Regions from separate parts of the Pan troglodytes genome. Here region 1 is linked to region 2. A link is a contact called in public Hi-C data. All regions are on one chromosome and are shown on one strand. Each heading gives the region's core, a stretch centred on a gene start, on an enhancer-like site or on the middle of the called end of the contact. The rest is flanking DNA. Distances are from core to core; before and after follow the strand shown. Region 1 overlaps NFIB (nuclear factor I B). Region 2 holds the start of NFIB (nuclear factor I B).

Evidence for each region. A called contact is a pair of places that touch in the nucleus more often than the background predicts.
Region 1: a contact with region 2 is called in a Hi-C map of stem cell-derived neural progenitor cells, with 4 times the contacts expected there. The contact joins the enhancer-like site here to the promoter of NFIB in region 2. A contact is called at or near these places in 2 of 7 Hi-C or Micro-C datasets (induced pluripotent stem cells and stem cell-derived neural progenitor cells), 1 of 1 datasets of contacts at active chromatin or transcription factors (stem cell-derived excitatory neurons) and 1 of 1 other capture datasets (stem cell-derived neural stem cells).

Annotation. Positions count from the first base shown.
Region 1 is chr11:101,787,389-101,793,695 of NHGRI_mPanTro3-v2.0_pri, reverse strand. The region is part of intron 8 of NFIB (nuclear factor I B); the gene reads right to left. Among named protein-coding and RNA genes, the nearest start is that of NFIB, 230 kb to the right of the region's middle. Within about 2 kb of position 3,330, at least 6 of the 24 cell types and tissues checked have an H3K27ac peak or open chromatin away from gene starts, as enhancers often do. A contact at or near this core is called in stem cell-derived neural progenitor cells, where this site is marked.
Region 2 is chr11:101,563,701-101,569,240 of NHGRI_mPanTro3-v2.0_pri, reverse strand. It overlaps NFIB (nuclear factor I B), which reads right to left and starts at 4,011. Exons shown (of 9, transcript XM_054657939.2): 1 at 3,869-4,011. The coding sequence starts at 3,886.

The DNA.
Region 1 (6,307 bases), core at 2,081-4,580, 230 kb before region 2:
AGAAGCTTAAAAAATATTACAGGAAAAAAGCACAAAGAGTTGTACATATTAATACATACCTCAACTGTACCAGTAGCCACATTATTTATAGATGGCAATAAAAATGAGCAATGGCCCAGAAAGCATGGGGAATAAATAAAATAAGTATTTTAATTTAAAAGAAGCATTTGCCTTTAGTTCCTTTGCAACATTTCCTGATCTCCCCAAGATGGAAAGGTTTTTACTTCCTTGGCTAAACACTCTAATTTTATTGGCAAAATATTAACACACAAGTATTAGCATTTCTTGTAAAATGCACAATAAACAGTTTTCCTTATTAATTGCTGAAAACCTGTTGGGAAAACTATGCCACCCTGGGTTGTACATGGGTGCATTCGGACTGGTTGCTTACTTCAATATAACACAAAGGCTGCAGATTACGTCTTGTGAAAAAAATGCTCGCTCAGACCAGTAGAAGGAATAAACACTTAAGTTGAATCTATTTATGTATTAGAACAAACAAAATAGTACTTGATAAATATACCAGTTGCTAGCACTTATATAATGTGTATTATTTGCCAGGTACTGTTCTACATGCTTGACCTACCTTAAAACTTTTAATCCTCATAACAAATCTATGAGAAAGACCATTACTATCCTGATTTTACAGATGAGGAAACTGAAGCTAGGAAGTTAAGTGTCTTGCCCAACTCATATTGCTATTAAACTGTAGAAGGCAGGATTTGAATTCGAGCAATGTCATTCTAGGATCTGTATTTCTACCCACTAAACTTTTCTCATCTCCCCTTCTTGTGAAGCATAGTTTACTTTTTTCACTGGACTAGAAGTTATATTATCACTGAATTATACAAGAGACTTTGTGAATTGAGGTTCATATCACAATGAAATTCCTGTGGAAGTATAACTCTTGAGCCCAAAATTCAGCACAAATAACTGTGCTTTATTTCTCCAATTCCAGTTGCTTTTCAGCTGAATGCAGTATTTGCTTTTGTCTTACGTATGTGCAGATGTGGCTGTATGTCAATAATTTGTTTGTTGAGTTCCACTTCAGATGAGGCTAGCCTGGAAGTGAAAGACACAAAGTGCTTTATACCGGTCTTGGGTTTCTTCGATTTATTTTCACCGTTTTTAGGGATCATTATTGCCATCGGAATGATCCTATTTGCATGCAAGATGATTCCTAATGATTATTACTATTTGTAATAATCTGTATCAGAAAGCTCCCTGGCTAGCTCTTACCTGAACTGCAAAGTACTCTTGTGGGCTCTCTGGGAAACACCAAATATCATAAACTGCAGGTGGCTCATGGAATTATTCTAACTGCAAGCAATAGGACTTCATAGTAATGAAAGAGAAACGTATTTGTTTCTTAACTAAGTAGGTAAATAGCCTTCTTTATTGCTACTCCTTGGGGACCAACGGTTTTGAAAATAGCATATCAAAATGGGAGCCCATCAAACCTCATTAATTTATATTCAATTGATTCAGAAGTTTTTTGTTCTTAGGGCACAGTGGATTGAATGTTAACTTTACCATGCATGAGTGCTAGCACTTTCTAAGTAAAATAATAGCATCTATCATTGAAATATTTTATCTAATAAAGAGCACAGGGCAAGAAAAAGCCACTCCATATGGGAGCACTGCCACTAAATATTAAATGTGCTCCTTATAATTACAGCACTCGTTTAGTAAAAAACTCTTACATAATACTTGAAGACTTCAATATAGCAACCTACACTTAAATAAAAACTTCCTTAAAATGTTCGGTTTAAACATAAATAAGAAAAAAGCTCTTCCTCAATCGGCCAAATTAAGGACTTATAAAAAAATTGTTTGATCTTTTTCAAATTTTAGAACTGAAAATGAAATATGAAAAATTATTATGAAGATGACTAATTATAAATAAATTACAGTACACACATGCATACATATATAAGAACTCAGGTAGCTGTGGGAGGTTTTAGCCAATTAAAAAATATAGAATTATCAGGCTCAGAGTAATTATTTTATCTCCTCCCACAGACCACAGCACAGTGGAGAAGCCCACATGTTGATTTCCAGCCTCTTTCTGTCTGTATTCCTCTCTACCCTGGGCTTCTTTTCAATGCTATTGTTAAAAGTGGTACTGCTCCTCTGATTTGCATATGTGATGCTTTAACAGCAGATAAAATTCTCTACAAAAATGGTGCTTCAAAATAGTGCCTTTCACTAGAGAAAATCACCCAAGGCATACTAAATCAAATAGAAATATAAGTTTTATACAAAGCAAAAAGAGATTCTTTTATAAATGATTTTCATTTAAAAGCAAAAATCAGCATTATTGGCACAATTTTACCTCTTAAAGGTGAAACTTACTTGTATCAGAATGCTGAAGCATAAAATTACAAATGATTAAAGAACTGAACACATTTTAATATCATGCTTGCTACTCTGTTCACAAGGGCAAAAGATCTTACATGGGCAAAAGATCTTCCTGTGTGTGAAACAAAGTGAGCAAGAGAGAATAATTGTAACTTTCTGCAATTTCAGAATATTCAAAATTCGTGTTCTTCAATTACTTGACCTTTTGCCATTTCTTTTATCATTTATTATGTTTATTATGATATTTATTCATTCATAGGCTTTGTTATTTAAGTAAATATGACTAAAAAAATCATCATATCTCTACTAACAGCACTAGCAAAAATGAGAACCAAAAAGGTAAGCTAATAAATGGTGCCCTGGCTGTCGAGGGAACTGATTTCTTACGGACGAACTACATCTGTAAATATGGCACTTTACATAAAACATATTCAAATAAAGTAGGGGTTTAATATACTTCCTTTCACTACAAAGGGTTAATCAGCAAGGTTTACATTTGGGAATTTTCGGAATCACGCTCCTCCCTCTCCAGTAGCGCTGCCAAAAATCATCTGACAGGAAACGTAAGATTAAGTTTGTCCTACCTAAGCGAACAAAGAGTGCTCTGAACAGGCCACCGGTTTACTGCAGAGCGGGAACTTTTCTAATCCTGCTGGAATCTGCAGTCCTGCTCAGAAAATATCACGGAAAAAAGTTGTTTTCTTTCCTCTGACATCTTGTCTCAGGATCATCTCATTTTGGTCACACTGCAGATCCTGCTGCTTCTCCCATAAAGGTTAACTTAAAGCTCCAAACATAATCATGTGGAAAATGGACATTATTGATTCCTATGGTCCATTGTTCCCCCATCCTAAGTCCCTGAAGTTCAAGTTCAATCTGGAATTACATCATGTCTGGTTTCTCCTGGTTACCAGACGGCTTGAGACGTGACCACAGCTACAGAAAAAACAAACAGCCTTCTTCACGCTTCGGCTCCCCTATCGATTCAAACGTAAACTTTTTTTCTTTCTCTCAAGTATGCTTCAAGTATGGAGCATGGTTAATTTAGAGATTAAGTTCCAAATTAGATTATCTAATGGCATCTTAATGGATTGCTGACCCATTTCCTGTGGGATGGCAGCATGCAAGTCTGGCTGGAATACAATTAATTTCTTAGGAAGTGTTCTGAAGAGTTTGCCTAGATAAAAAGGAAACGTCGTGTTGTACAAATCTTTCTTTATAAATGGAGAAAGTTAGGCAAAACTATGACAAATCCCAACATATTATTCAAAAGCCAGACCACAGATGTTGTGCGTCTGTGAAAACCATATCAAGATCATTTTTAAGAATGGTAATGTTTTTATTTTTGATTTCATAACAGGTGCAAATAATTTTGATGAGAATAGAGTAATTCCTTTAAAAAGAATATTCACATACAAAGACAAAAGTAGTTAGCAGCCCCTTTACCAAACAATGATCATGTGAAATTTTGGTTTTCGCAATTCTCCACCTTGAACCAAAGATTCTTCCATTCATCTACCGTATCAGCATTTCTATCATAGTCCCAGAGTGGTGCTAGGGGCCCAGAATGGTGTATAAAAAGTTGAGGATTTGAACACACTTTAGAGCTGACAGCTGAAAAGGAAATTCAGCACTCGGAGAATAAAGCTCCCCCCAGGAACTCCAGGAACAACCCAGCTGTTGTACTGTAGTTATGTGTCAAGATAACAAACTGAGAGCAGGAAATGCTAACCTAGTGAATTCGCGGGGATGTTCTAAGTGTAATGTTGAAATAAAAGTTAACTCTTAATATTACCTAAGGACACACGTATGCCACATATATGTGGAGATATGCACACGCACTACATACACACACACATATAGATGCATACACACACAAACACATATATGTAATACAAACATATGGTTTGCAACCCATTATTGAAAGTTATTTTTTGTTTAAATATTCATTCTTTTGAGAGCATACATTTTACAAAGAAAATGTTATGAACAAAGCAAGGAAAATGGCTGAGGTGAGTGTTATGCAAATTAAGTTACATGGATAAAATGAGAGCTATTACCCCCCGACACCTTTTTTTTTCTTTCTTTCTTTTTTCTTTTCTTTTTTTTTTTGCCCTCCCTCTCCTGACCAACCAGATCCAAATAACCTTTACTGGCTGCTAAATTTCTCTTGAGAAATCAAGCAACTCTCTAGAATTGCAGTAATAAACGACAATTTCTTAGAAAAACATGTGTAAAGTAACTACAGAATGAAGTATTCAACCCACAGAAAGGAACTGCTAACACATGTAACATGGAAAATAGCTGATAAAAGTCTCTTTGGTGCCATTCAATTATGGCATCCGCAGAAACACAAAAATCCTTCCAATTATTTTAGTAAAATCTTCATTTATTCATTATTTCAGAGGCTGAGCAAATGGTTTGTGTAAACATATCCTTCGGTAACATGCGCATGTTTATTTTAGCCATCTGAAGACTTCTTCTATGTTTACATAAGCCATCAGACACATACAACCACTCACTTGTGGCTTTGCGTTTTCTTGAAAGGGGTGAAGGGAGAGAAGAGAGAATGAAACAATAAATTCAGTTTCTCTTTTGCATAAAGCACTCCCTCTAATGTTTTAAAATAGCTTATGTTTATATTATTCTTGGATTGTCCTTCAGCTTTCTTTTTCATTCAATTATATTGATCTTTCATATCTGATAGTACAGGCTATATTCTGACTATCACTTTAAGAAAGCCAGCCAGTCAGGGAGTAACTGCTGTATATGTTTATGTCCACATAACTCACATATGCAACAAGGTAATTTGTCCACATGAGACAAAGCACAAACACAACAGTACCTACCTTAAGCAGTTCATCACCTGTCATCCTCCTAAGATCTTGAGCCCATTCTGACTATACTAGAAGTGAGCCCTTCACCAAAGCAATATTTTACTCTGGGTTAACTGCAGTTCCTGACCTTTCACTTAGGCAGAAAAATTGACCCTCTCGAGGTGCAAGCAACTCCTTTGCACATGTGTGTGCACACACACACAGTTCACAAAACAGTTCACAAAATTTTAAGGTCAAAACAACAAAACACCGTCAGGGTTGTAACCTAATAAGGCTGTGAAAACTTTCCCAAAGAGTCAGCTTTGGTTCCTAAGGGAATGCTTAAGCCTTGGGGTTGCGGGTGGATGGAGGAAATCTTCCAGCTTTGATTATACTTGCACAGCTCCCTTGGCACTGCCATTTTCAGTTCCGACAAGAGCTGCATTTGACATGGAAACACCTCAACAGGGCAATTAGTATAAAGCAGAAAAGAGGGTGACCATGGAAAAGTGATTGTACAAAGAAAGCAATGACAACAAACAACAATCAATCAAAATAAAGCAAAACCAAAACACCCGTTTTGCTTTGTCCTTTTCTACAACAGTCTCCAGGGATTGCCTTTTGTTAAAAGGCAACTACCACAACAAAAATAACCTGTGATATTTTATTTATTCCATCGTGACAAAGGCAAATTATTTAATTCTTTGGATGAACAGACCTATATTTCTTAAATATTTTCAACTTATTCAGATGATTCTAAAGCCATAGCCATGCCCTGACGATTTTAGATGTCTATTATCTATCTGCCTTAAAAGTGCTAGGGTTACAGACACTTATGACTTTTTTCAAAATTCTTTCAAAAAATGTTTTAAAAATAACCACAAGTCATAAACTATAAATGATGGATAAAGCTATCATGCCACAGACAAGGGCTATTTGTATTATCAAATATGAACTCTGTTGTGTCCATTTTTGAAAACTACAACAAAGCAAAGCAAACTATGTCACTTGAATTTATTTATTCTGAACTGCATCACACCTAGATTTTAAGAACTGTCAGCATTGGATTCACCACAGCATTTAGCACAGCTCACCATAAAGATTCAATAATATCTGTTGAATGTAGAAAT
Region 2 (5,540 bases), core at 2,762-5,261:
CAGGCCACTTTCATTCACCCCAAAACCTGGCTGAGGAGGCAGAAAGAAGTGAATGATTCTCTCAGCAACAGGAAACTCTGTTATTTCAGTATTCTTAAAGATCTCCTCCCTAGATCTCCTTGCTGCCTTATAAGGGAAAAAAAAGGTTTCCTTTCTAACTAACAGAAAGTTTATTGATTTCTAAATAGAATGCCAGTGCTTCAGCTCACTGGATTTTTCAAAACCCAGTTGTATATTTGAAATAAGCAACGCTACCACATTTGAGCCTTTCACTACAGATCTCCAGAGAAGAGCTTGACATCTCAAGTATCTAATATTGTTTTTCTTTTAACCTTTTCCTTCCTAAAGAAATTGCAGCGACAGGTTGCAAATCCTGGGCAGTTTCATGAAAGATTTCTTGGAACTTAACAAAGCTGTCATTTCCAATACACCCGATGCCTTTTTTTTTTTTTTTTTTTTTTTTTTTGCTCTTGCATGTGGTTTGCAAGAAGGTTCAACTGCTCTACACACCCTGGCTGCATCACCAATATCAATATTTAAAAACTAAATACAAAAGAGACAGATGACCTCCTGACCCCAGAAAGCAGGCCTGCAAAACTGCAAGTATCTACTGCACCATGCCCTGGGATCTTTCCTTTTTCCAAAAGAACCACAAAAATCATACATGTGTAGTCTGGAAAACACAAATTTATATCCACAAGGAGGAACACCAAAAATCCACTCATAAATGCATATATAAACAATCAAGAAGTATTGAAAGTGCCTGTACTTGATGAGAATTGCAAAATCAATTTTACCAGCTCAGGTAATCAAATTACCCAGCTCTTAAACTACTACTGAGTACTACTACTACTGTCTACTACTCTTAAACAAAAAACAAAATCATACCCAGCCCTTAAAGTACTACTGTCAAATTAGGGTAGTAACTTTTTCCCCACCAGAGAATTCACAACTGGTTAGTTTCCCCACCCCCATTGCTAGCCCTTTGCACAGAAATGAATAAATAACCTTGGACCTTTTTCTCCTCCTCTGGGAGCTATTTGGTGTCCCCTGAGGACAAAAGTAAATGAGAAAAATGACGCTGTTAATAATGTCACTGCCGAAATGCCTCTACTCCACTGTTTAAAAAAAAGCGTCCCACTAAGTGTGTCTACATTTCTAGCATATTTACAAGTTATAATACAGTTCTGATCTCAACACCGACTGAGCCAGATTCCTCCACTAAGGTTATCCGGTTTTCACTTCTCAACAGAGATGAGGCCAGTGCATCAACAGAGATTCCCAACACTGGAAGACACTTGCTTCACAGATTACGAAGTCAGCAGTTGCCCTGTAACTTTTGCATGATGTATTTTAAACTTTGAAAATAGAGGTAATAGTTGCCTCGCTTATCCACAATGTTACAAAGGTTCCATATACTCTCTCACACAGTGTCTCTTGTCTGCTGATATTGAGAGAGTTGCAGTTATTGCTCTTTTTCAAAATAGCTGACCTATAAAGTAAAACTATATGATCATTTTATTTCTACATGTAAACTGGCTTCTATTACCCATATACACATGCCTTGTAACATAGGAAAACAGATGGGTTTTTAAGACAGGTATAGAAAGCTCTGTCCAAAATGGCTAAGTAGTCTTTACATTCTGTATTAAGTATAAAAAGTGCATGGCAGAGCAACTCAAACTTTCTGCACCCCTTTCTCTCATTTCTTCTTTGAAAACTGCATAACAATGCATAACAACAAAATTTCAAAGTCAAAGCAATGCATAACAACAGAATTGTGCATTTTAATTTTCCAATTAAAATTTAAGAAACAATATTGTAATTACAAAGAAAAAACACAAACAATTGGGCCTAAACAAAATATATGTTCAGTAAACTTTATCTCTGAGTGTATCTGAAATTTTAACTACACAAGCCAATAAATTTCAAAGCAGTAATATTATCAAATTGTGTAATGTCAAAAACTCCAAAAACAAAGTTACAGATGTTCATGACATCACATTCACTCAAAATTATGCTGCTGTTCAGTCTGACCATATTAAAATTAAAGGGATGCCTATGTCTGCTAAAGAATAAAAATTTATTTTGGACCTCAAACAATGAAACCGTCACCATTTCTTGTATGGAACACTCAGCTAATCAATTTCCTATTAAAATAGCTTTCAACAATACTTGGCTTTAAAATTCATCAGGGCCAGTAAAAACGTTTTCCCAGTGCACAAGAATGCAGTCCCAACCACCGATGATAATTACTGTTCTAATAATTTTATTGCCAAAGTACTTTTTCCTGTGTTCCTCATCACTTAGGCAGGAATCTGTAGTATATTGCGTCAGTGAGTTGGAGTGCTTGACCTTTGCCCACATATGATTTAATAGGGACTTTTCAGCGCTAGAGCTTTCTCCATCTCTCATACCATTAAATGAAAACATCAAACCTCAAATGTAAAACTGGAAACCACAACGTTTTGTGTTTCACAAACTCTTTGCAGTTTTTACTTAGGATGCTCAAAGGTCAGTTTCTTTGCCTCACAGTGCTTTTCTTCATATTGTAAATACACTGGAAAGTCACACTAATTCTGATTTTGATTAAATCTTGAACTCCTCAGTCATATACACACATACACCCTGCTTATTTACACGTGCATTCTTTTCTAACCACATAAGCATGCGTGTGTTACTTTCTGGACTTATTCCATTTTAGGGCTGATTTAAATGTCTGTTCAAGTGTGGGATCAAAAGTTAACTTTTTCCCGCCTATTGGAAGTTAAAGTTACAAGGATGGTGCTATAAGATCCGTTCAAAGAAAGTCAGAGTTAATCTTGTGTATTTTGGCGCCTTTTCCCTGCCAGCTACTGTACTTGGGGGGTGGGGGAAAAATACTTAGAGATCTTGTCTGTCCTGTCTCAAGTTCAATGGCAGTTCTTCCAGCCCGAGCAGAAGATGGCCATGTTCACAGCCCTAATAATAATTCTGATCACGCCACTTCAGCGTCTTGTGTCAAAGTCGAAACTGGCTTCCCCGCCCCCTTCAACCTGAAAGCTGCCAAGTCCTCACACACTTCACATTCAACCACAACTTAATGGATGGGATATTGTGCATTAAAATGTGTCTCAGACGTATTGGGGAAAAGAAGACAAGGGGAACGAGAGATAGAGACACACATAGGAAGAGGAAAAAAATCGGCAGCAAAAATAGCGGGGTTGGGGGGAAACTATTAACAGGAGTGGAAAGAAATCCATCAAAATCTGTTTTAAAAAGTTGGTGGGGGGTGCGGAAGAAAGGCTAACAATAGGATGCCACAAATTCAGGGATGAGGGGATGGGGGTTAGGACTAAACTTTAGAATGAATACTGACTTTAAACATTCCAATACACCAATCAGAGTTAAATAGTACTTCTTTTACTTAAAAATGTATTTTTAAATGAGAATATCTGTGAATTAAAATGGAGAAAAGAATGCTTCAAGAGGAGAGAATGGCCTACAAGGTAGAACTAAAGTATCATTTGAACAGTAATTTTTTTCCACCACTGAGGGGAGAGGGGGATAAAGCAGAGAGTTAAAGCAGAACAAAATGCTAGATTCTGCACCGTTTGGACCACAGTGTTACTCACTGATTCCCGTCATAAGAGTGTGTCACATGTACTAAAGTTGCCAACGCTAAATAATAATGCATATTTGCAAATTAGTTCTGCAAATGCAGCACTATAGCTCACAACCTGTAAAACAAAAATGACATTTAGGAAAGGGGTAAAACAGCCACTTTGCAATCCACAAACAGGAAAAGAAAAACTGTGCCAGGGATAGGAGGGGGTGCAAAGAACGAATAAAACAAGCAAACAAAACCCATCATTTCAAAGCCACATACCATCGCACTGTATTGCATTAAATAAAAGAGATCTTGAGTCTGTAACAGAACCCTGGGCCGCTGACTTGACGTGTCTCAGGTACAGATTTGTGGATTTTCTCAGGGGTTGTTTTGGTGTCGCTTTTTGTGTTTAGTTAAAAAAAAAAAAAAAAAAGGCAATCCGGGAGTAGTCTTATGTATTTTTTAATTGTAATTTCTGCACTGCCACAGTTCTTGGCCCGAGAAGAAAAGGCGGTCAAAGTCAAGTCTAAAAGCAGGCAGCCCTTCAGTCTGTCTGGATATCCAGCTTTCTTTCCTCTCCCTTGCAGAAGGCTGTTTCTCGTGCTTGACTTGAACGCCGTCCAGGATGGTGTGTGTGTGTGCGCCCGCGTGTGCGTGTGTGCATGTGTGTGTGTGTGTGTGTTTGGTGGGTTTTATTGTTGTTTTAGCGGGGCGGCTCCAGGAGTGGGGCTGCGCCGGTCAGATGCAGCCGGCACGGCCCCCGGGGTCGCGCGATCGCCCCTTCCCCGCCCTCGGATTGGCCTGGCCCGCGGCGGGGCTGCCCCGGAACCGCCACCCAGCATCGCACCCTTCCGCGCCCGGCCCGCGCTCCTCCTGCAGTCGCCTCCCTGGCTTTCTCTTTCTCCGGCTCGCGGCCCGCCCCGCCCCACCCAACCCCGGCCGGCCTGGGCGCGCGGGAAGCGCGGCTCTTCGCTTCCGCCTGGCGGCGGGAAGGAAACCGAAAGGAGGAGCCGGGGGCGGGCGCGCCGCGATGCATATTCATCAGGGCGCCCGGGGCCCGGGAGGCGGGAGCGGGCCCGAGTGGGTGTGGCGGCCTGCGCCGCGCGGCGCCCCTCTCGAGCGTGGGTGGGTGCGTGGGTAGCGGTGGGGCTCTGGTCTTTGTGCGGCCGCATGGGGCCGGAGAGCGGCGAGGGCGTGACCGTCTCGGGGGCTGCTGCCCAGGCTCCGCGCGCCTTTGTGCTTCCCGACTGTGTGTCTGCGGCGCGCCGCGGGCAAGGGGCCCCTCGCGGGCCTTCTGGAGCGGGAACCCGGCCGAAAACGCCGCGGAAAGACTCTAAAACAACAATAATGATAAAGAATAAGGAATTGCTGTTACTTCCTCACTTCCCGCCACGTTGCTGGCTTCGACTTCGCCAGGCCACGTTTGTTTCCGTGTAAGAGGACTCCGAAATGTTCCTGGCTGCGCAGCGTTATCATTAAAGCAAAAAGACCAGAAAGAGCGCACTTTGACTTATATTGATAGGTAGTCACGCGAATATCAAAAAAATAGATCAGTAATTTAGAAGTGGGTGAAACAACCAACACCAAAGAGATATACAACCCCGGAGTTCTCAGAAGTAAACACTCTAGAGGATCTAGAGGAGATTGGATAGCGAGTTAATGTTCATAAAGCAAGCAGGTTTGATCAGCATTTTGGAAACAAATATATGTAGGGGGATTTTTTTTTTCTTAGTTTTTGAGTAATGCAATTCTTTTCATGTTAAGTATCTGTAGTTATGTCGGGGAATAATGTTTAACAGTTTAAATTGTTATACAAGTATTAAAAGTAAAAATATAACACTAGCCCTAACATTTACTTAGTAGTAACCCACATACATTTAGAAAAGATTTTATTACAGAGATCCTGACTAATTATGTAATTGCACAACAGACGACGATAGCTTCAGGTATT